Regions from separate parts of the Mus musculus genome. Here region 1 is linked to region 2. The links are chromatin contacts, called in public promoter capture Hi-C maps. All regions are on one chromosome and are shown on one strand. Each heading gives the region's core, a stretch centred on a gene start, on an enhancer-like site or on the middle of the called end of the contact. The rest is flanking DNA. Distances are from core to core; before and after follow the strand shown. Region 1 holds the start of Gpat2 (glycerol-3-phosphate acyltransferase 2, mitochondrial). Region 2 overlaps Gm39923 (a long non-coding RNA gene).

What was found. Promoter capture Hi-C pulls out the DNA fragments that hold promoters and counts their contacts.
Region 1: a contact with region 2 is called in a promoter capture Hi-C map of trophoblast stem cells, with 2.4 times the contacts expected there. The contact joins the promoter of Gpat2 here to the enhancer-like site in region 2. A contact is called at or near these places in 13 of 39 promoter capture datasets (the C10 cell line, the HPC-7 cell line, HPC-7-derived erythroid cells and 8 more), 1 of 15 datasets of contacts at CTCF or cohesin (the NIH/3T3 cell line), 29 of 484 Hi-C or Micro-C datasets (B cells, the C10 cell line, the G1E-ER4 cell line and 18 more), 3 of 115 datasets of contacts at active chromatin or transcription factors (cardiomyocytes, embryonic stem cells and fetal liver) and 3 of 9 other capture datasets (adipose tissue, liver and pancreatic islet).

What each region holds. Positions count from the first base shown.
Region 1 is chr2:127,423,910-127,426,941 of GRCm38.p6, reverse strand. Gpat2 (glycerol-3-phosphate acyltransferase 2, mitochondrial) reads right to left here and starts at 1,743. Exons shown (of 22, transcript NM_001081089.2): 1 at 1,721-1,743.
Region 2 is chr2:127,384,721-127,388,048 of GRCm38.p6, reverse strand. The region is part of intron 1 of Gm39923 (a long non-coding RNA gene); the gene reads right to left. Among named protein-coding and RNA genes, the nearest start is that of Gm39923, 12 kb to the right of the region's middle. Within about 2 kb of position 1,283, at least 9 of the 459 cell types and tissues checked have an H3K27ac peak or open chromatin away from gene starts, as enhancers often do. A contact at or near this core is called in the N1E-115 cell line and trophoblast stem cells, where this site is marked.

The DNA of each region.
Region 1 (3,032 bases), core at 494-2,993, 38 kb before region 2:
CCTAGGCTGGGCTGGATTATACCAGCAAGAAGAGGATACAAGGAAAAGGATACTCTCTCCATAAACCTAAGTCCTGCTGAGCAGCCCTCTTGCAGAACCTCGGATCCATTATGCTTCTGTGGAAGAGAGACTCCTGCCCAAAAGGGTCCCCTACCCTGATCTTCCACCATGTCCATGGTGAACAGACTGGCCTAATTATTTATATTCTTTTTATTCCCCAACTCAATCACATTAACTGCACGCTAGCCTGAGAGTGCCTTTTTGAGTTTTGAGACCACAAATTGTTAGTTCATGATACATCTAGATTCTTCTTTCTCCATGAGTTCCAGGGCCCAAGGCAGCCAGAAAAGCAGCCTTGTGGAGCCCTCGGGGTTCCCATCTCACTTCCCTCACATCATCTGAAAGTCGTCCTGAGGGTAAGAATTGCAAATAATTCATGTGTAGACCCAGCAATTAAGTGGTATGGAAAGGGCCCAGGAGAGCCAGATGCCTGTGGCTTAGTTTCCAGGGTTCCTCTGGTGCTCCTCCTCTGCCCCTTGGTGCTATTTAGCACCATGAAGCCAAGCAGTAACCGGATCCTGATTGATGTATACACAGGCCCTGGAGATCTCATTTCAGATGCATCCCCTACTTTAAAAAATGTTCTCACAGCCCCATTCAGACCCTAAGCACAGAGAAGCCCAAGGTCAAGGCTGCAATGTAAGGAGGCCTGCCTCCTTTGCAAGGAAGACGTTTGACACTCCTCAGCTTGAGACTCCTAACCTCAAAATCTAACCCCACCGACCAATGCTGGCCCTAAAATAACAGATTAAAAGACAAGGCATGGAGCATTCTCATGAGCCAATTAAGCCAACTACCTAGCTCATGAAATCCAGGTCAGTTGGGGACAGCTCACTCACGCTTTTTAAGACACTGTCTTGCTATTTTGCCCCGACCAGCTTTGAATTCTCCATCCTCCTCCCTCTGTTTCTCAAACACCACTATTACAGACACATCTGGCAAGCAAGATCCCTAAGTGAGGGCCACTGGCAGTCTGTGTAGATGCACACTCTTCCCCGAGGGCCAGTACAGTTCACAGGCATCTTCTCGCTGACTATATGACGTGCTTAAACATTAGGAATTAAGGCCAACGTTTAAAAGCAGAGAGCTTGTTATATAAAGAGCGGGGGTTTCCAGCTGCTGCTGTAAAAATAACTTTGAGATGTGGTATCTGAGCAGATACCCAACAGGGCCTCGGCTCGGGGGCGCCCAGAAGCCACGTCCCTTCCACTCTGAGTCCTCCCACCCGCACTACACAGGTGGCACTTGGTGCCTGGCTCTTATGTAGCTCTTCACCAAAGGCTAAAATGCAACACACACATCCCCAATGTTCCTGCCCTACTAACCATCACAGAACTTAACTTTAAAAAGTTCTCAGCTGCAGCAAATACCCCTACGCCTGCAAGGAAGGTTCTCGCCAAAACCAAGATGGAGGGCAGGGCCTGTCTCCGAGGCGGCACCGGAAGTCCATCCTTGCCTGCTCTCTGAGTCTCAGGTGCCACAAGCCAAGCAAAGGGCAAAGTGGGGCTCTCCAGGGCCACCAGCTTGCCTCTGACTGTTTGTCTGTGAGACACGCCCACCAGCCCGAGTTCCACATCAGTCCCTGCCTGACCCAAAGCCAAGCCCAGCCCAGCCCAACCCAGCCTGGTCCAATCCGGCACACGAGTCTCAGGAAGCTCACCTCACACCAGCCGCCAACTCCCGCCAAACAGCCGTGTGACTGAGCCGACGAAGCCGGAAACTGGGCTCTGCGCATGCGCCTCAGCAGCTGAGGGGCCAGCCAATCAGAACGCGCTCTAGGCTCGAAGCCCCATCCCTTGACACCCTATATGCTCTGCTGGACTTGCTGCCTGTACCACATGATCACTGCTCCCTCCACGCCCATCACCCACAACTCGCTGCAAGTGTTGAGAGTTTGTTGGGGAGAGGACATTCTGGCTTAGGAACCTGCTTGTCCTAATCTGGAAGTGTGGAATGCAAAGGACCCAAGGAGGGGAGTCTTAAAAAGGATGTGGGGAGGATAGTGTACACCTCTCATCCCAGCACACGAGAGGCAAAGGCGGATGGATCTTTGTGAGTTCGAGTCTAGCCTGATCTACATAGCAAGTTCCAGGTCACCCAGAACTACATAGTGAGACTCTGTCTCAAAATAAATTACGTGTGTGTGTGTGTGTGTGTGTGTGTGTGTGTGATCTATATATGTGCATGTGTGGCTTTGTGGGGGTATGCACATGTGTGGTCAGAAGAGGGCTTGGATCTGGAATTGGAGTTAACAAGAGCGCAGTGGTCCCTCACGAGTCCCGGGAACTAAAGACCCATAGCAGAAGGTGAGAACCAATTACCCCAAGCTATCCTTTGACCTCCTCACTTGTATACACAAAATAAAGACGTGTGTTTTTTTAAAGGAGAACCTGAGCTGAGCACCAGCACTTATCTGTTTTCTGCTTCCTGCCAAGCTATGATGTGGTCAGCAGCCTCATGGTCCTCTGCCATGCTTTCCCAGCCAAGATGTCCAGTGCCCTCAAACTGTGAACCACAACAAGCCCTTCTTTCCTAGAGTGGCTTTTGGTCAGCTGTTTGGTTACATCAACAGGCAAAGTGTATAAAGATGAGAGTGGGGTCATTTAGGTAATCGGCTCTGAGCACTCTAGGAACAAAGGACATATGGGTTCCTTCATCATTTCACTGTTGCAGCAAGCCACCAAGAGACCAGCCCTGAAAGGTCTCCACAGGACCGGGAAAGTGACTCAGCAGATAGGAGTTCATATTGCTCTTCCAGAGGACCTGAGTTCAGGGTCCAACAACTACATCAGGTGGCTCACAGCTGCCTGTAACTCCAACTTCAGGGATCTAGCACCCTCTCCTGGTCTCCTCAGGTAACTACACTCATGTGCACATACCCACACACAAACAAATGTTTTAAAAATAACAACTTTAAAAGGTTAGTGCAATATAAAATAAATTGGGGGGAGGTATTCCCTGTACCCCCAGCC
Region 2 (3,328 bases), core at 34-2,533:
CCTCCTGTGCTTCAGCAAACCCCAAAGTCAGCTGCACGGGAACCTCAGGCGTCCTATCACCACCGTAGCTTCCCCACCAGTCCACCTAGGCATCCTGAGCATAGGTAGGGATGTATCTCTCTGAGCTTTCTGGTTCTTCATCTGCATTCCATCCTTGGCAGAGGCCAAAAGGAGGAAAGCCCACTCTTCTAACTTACGCACAGGGAAGACTCTCTAGAGGAGGCCATGGCAGAGAGAAGGAGGATGGAGAAAGTAGGAGGGCTGGTTTACATCTGGGCTCTGGCGTGAGAACCCCAGGCTGTCTAGCAACTTCCTGTCCTTACACCCAGCTGTCCTCAGCTACATCTGGCCAGCTGCTGGTGGATTCTAGAGTAGGGAACTATGACCAGGGAAGACCTCAGACAACAGCTGAGAGTGACCCAGGCTCCAGACTTCATTTGAGTTTTACTTGGTGGCAATTGCCTCAGTAGCTACAGTCTTTGGGCTGGGGTGGAGGGGTGTGAAGAGACAGACAGACCAGGATGGCAGAGAAGTGTCACAGAAGGGATAAAGGAGTGAGTCTCCTGAAGTGGGGCAAGGATCTTTCTCACCTTCAAAACCTTGGTCCATCCCATGCTGCTTGGCCCAGCCCAGACCAAATAAGACAAGTCTCATCTACAGATGAAAATACCGTTTGTAGATCTTGTTTTGGATAAAGCTCTATGCAGACTGGTTGTAGTATCAGGCATAGCAGAGACAGAAGGACAGAGTACTAAGAAGGACACACCAACGGAAGTCCATGCAGAATGTTGGCTCTGGCCTCAGACCCTAGAAACGGGATTCCAAGGGCTGGAGCTTCAGCAAAGGCCTCAGCTTCAGATGGATCTAAAAGGGGCCTGGAATGGAAAGGGCAGAGGAAAAAAAACCAATCAAAACAAAACTCCAGGCAGATGCCAGGTGTGGTGGCATGGGCAGGGAGATGGCAAGTCTGAGGATACAAAGCAAGACCCAAACAGAAGAGGAGAATAGGAAGAGAGGGTGGGAGTGGGGATAGAAAGGGGAGAGGGAGGGGGAAGGGAAAGCAGAAGGATGGATGTCACAGAAGCCTAGAGCAGATATCAAACCATTTCCAGTGCAGAGGGCTGTGACAGACGTAGGAAAGCATCCATTTGCCCCACCAAATGGATAGAAAGGGCACCAGTGGCTCAAAGAAAGAATTCTGCCTGAGTCCAGCTTGGTGAACTGATGGGTTTACTTGCGTTGCTCACAAGGACTGTGGGTGAGTCACAGCTACAACACAAGAAGCCCCATCCAACTGTTACTTTTACCTCATCCACTGGCAACTGGGGTCTCAGGACCCTCCATGAGGAAATGGGAATAGGCCTCGCCTCCCAAGGCCTTGTCCAGGTGAGCAGGAGGCCCTGGTGGTGTTCAACACGGAGGAAATTGCTGCAGTACAGCTGGCTAGGTGCCAGGTTCCTGGGGGACCCTCCTTGTTTCTTCTTTTCTGTAATTCTGCAAGGGCTACCACCTCATCTCACTGTGAGGAGGAAACTGAAGCGTTATTACCCTAGTCACTTCTGGGTACCTAAGATTTCTGTATGTTGGGGTACCCTAATTACTGTAACAGACTCCCCAAACCTCTGCAACCAAGAACAGGTGAGTGCGTTTCTCCCGCCCCCCCCCCTCCCCCCGCAGTCCAGACCGGGTCCAAGCAGTTACCCAGGAATCCAGGATCCACTTCCCTGGTGCTGTTGTTTTAAGCCTGTGGCCTTTAAGGACCCAGAGCAAGGGAAATGAAGGGGACTGTGCGTGCAAGACTTTTATCTGTCAGGTAGAAGGGGCATGTGTCTTGCTGGTCCCTCTTTACCTGCTGACTCATTCCCAGATGAAGGCAACACAGGAAGGGACCCCCCACAGTGCCAGGACCTGAGCCTAAAGCTACTTCTGGTCTGCATAGGAGGACTGGGCAGAGACTGCTAGGCTTGTGCCTGGCCTTCATCATATGGGCAGTAAGGAGCTGTAATCAGGCTATAATCTAGGAAGTGCCTGGGGCAAGGCTGGGCTGCAAGGAGATAAGGCTGCAGGGGAGGACATTGGGGACGTAGGACAAGGGCTCCCAGGCTGTCCCCCCCCCCCGTTCCCCCCCCCCCCCCGTGACTCCACAGAGTACCTCCAGCCTGCTGCAGAATTCATCCTCTTCCATCCTGTCCATCCCAAGAGCTCCACCCTCACCTTCTCTGCAGGGGCACTAGGAAGGACCTCAGCCCACCCAGGGAATAGCTGAGGGAGCCACTGGCACAAAGGACAATGGACCAGTGTAATTCAATTGGCGGTGTCTGGAAGCCACCTGGGCAGAAGACCAATAGATAATACCATTTGCTCATGGAAGGCATAGAGGACATCACCGAAGCCCTGCAGGAACAATTAGCTCAGGAAGTATGGCCTACAGAGAAGCCACTGCCCAGCAGCCATCACCAGCAGTCTCCTCAGGGAAGGGCCCTGTAGACTGAGACCCAGTAAGGACATTAGCAGAGCCATTTGAGAGACTAGGAGGCTGTCAGCTTCCTAAATCAGAAACACTCCCAGAAACTGGAGAATCCAGACCCAGGAGCTTATGTGTTGCTTTTGGAGTCACGTCTATGCCATCAGGATTCTCATACATTAAGAACATGATTGGGGAGGCTGAACAAGGATCTTGTGGTAGAACCTGTACTTAGCATGCACAAGCCCCAGGAGCCTCTATTCAATCCCTAGCATCGCACCACCACCACCATCACCAAAAAAAAAAAAAAAAAAAAAAAAAAGCAGCCTGATAGGTCTTCACAAGACTCGGTCTTCACAAGACTCAGTGTACTAGCACCATACAGAGGTGCATCCCACTGCTGGGTATATACCCAGAAGAAAGAAGGATGAACCTGGAGGACAATAATGCTAAGTGAGAGAAACCAGACCCAAATGGCCACTTCCATTAAATCTTCCTGCGAGGTAAATCCAGAGACAGAAAGTGGATTCAAGGCTGCTGGAGATGGGGGAGGAAAGTGTAGAAGCTTCGTGAGAGCATCTTCTGGTGCTGAAAGCATTTTAGAGTGAGCCAGTGGAGGAGGTTGCACAATTTGGGACAGCACCATCCACTGGCTGTGCATGTGTGTGTGTGTGTGTGTGTGTGTGTGTGTGTGTGTGCACGTGCAAGTGCCTCTCTGTGTATGCATGTGTGATATGTGTGTGTATGTGATTGCCTCTGTGTGTATGATATATGCATGTGTGTGTGTGAGAGAGATGTGCATGTTTATGTGTATGTGCACATGTGTGTGTGATATATGCATGTATGTGAGAGAGATGTGAGTGT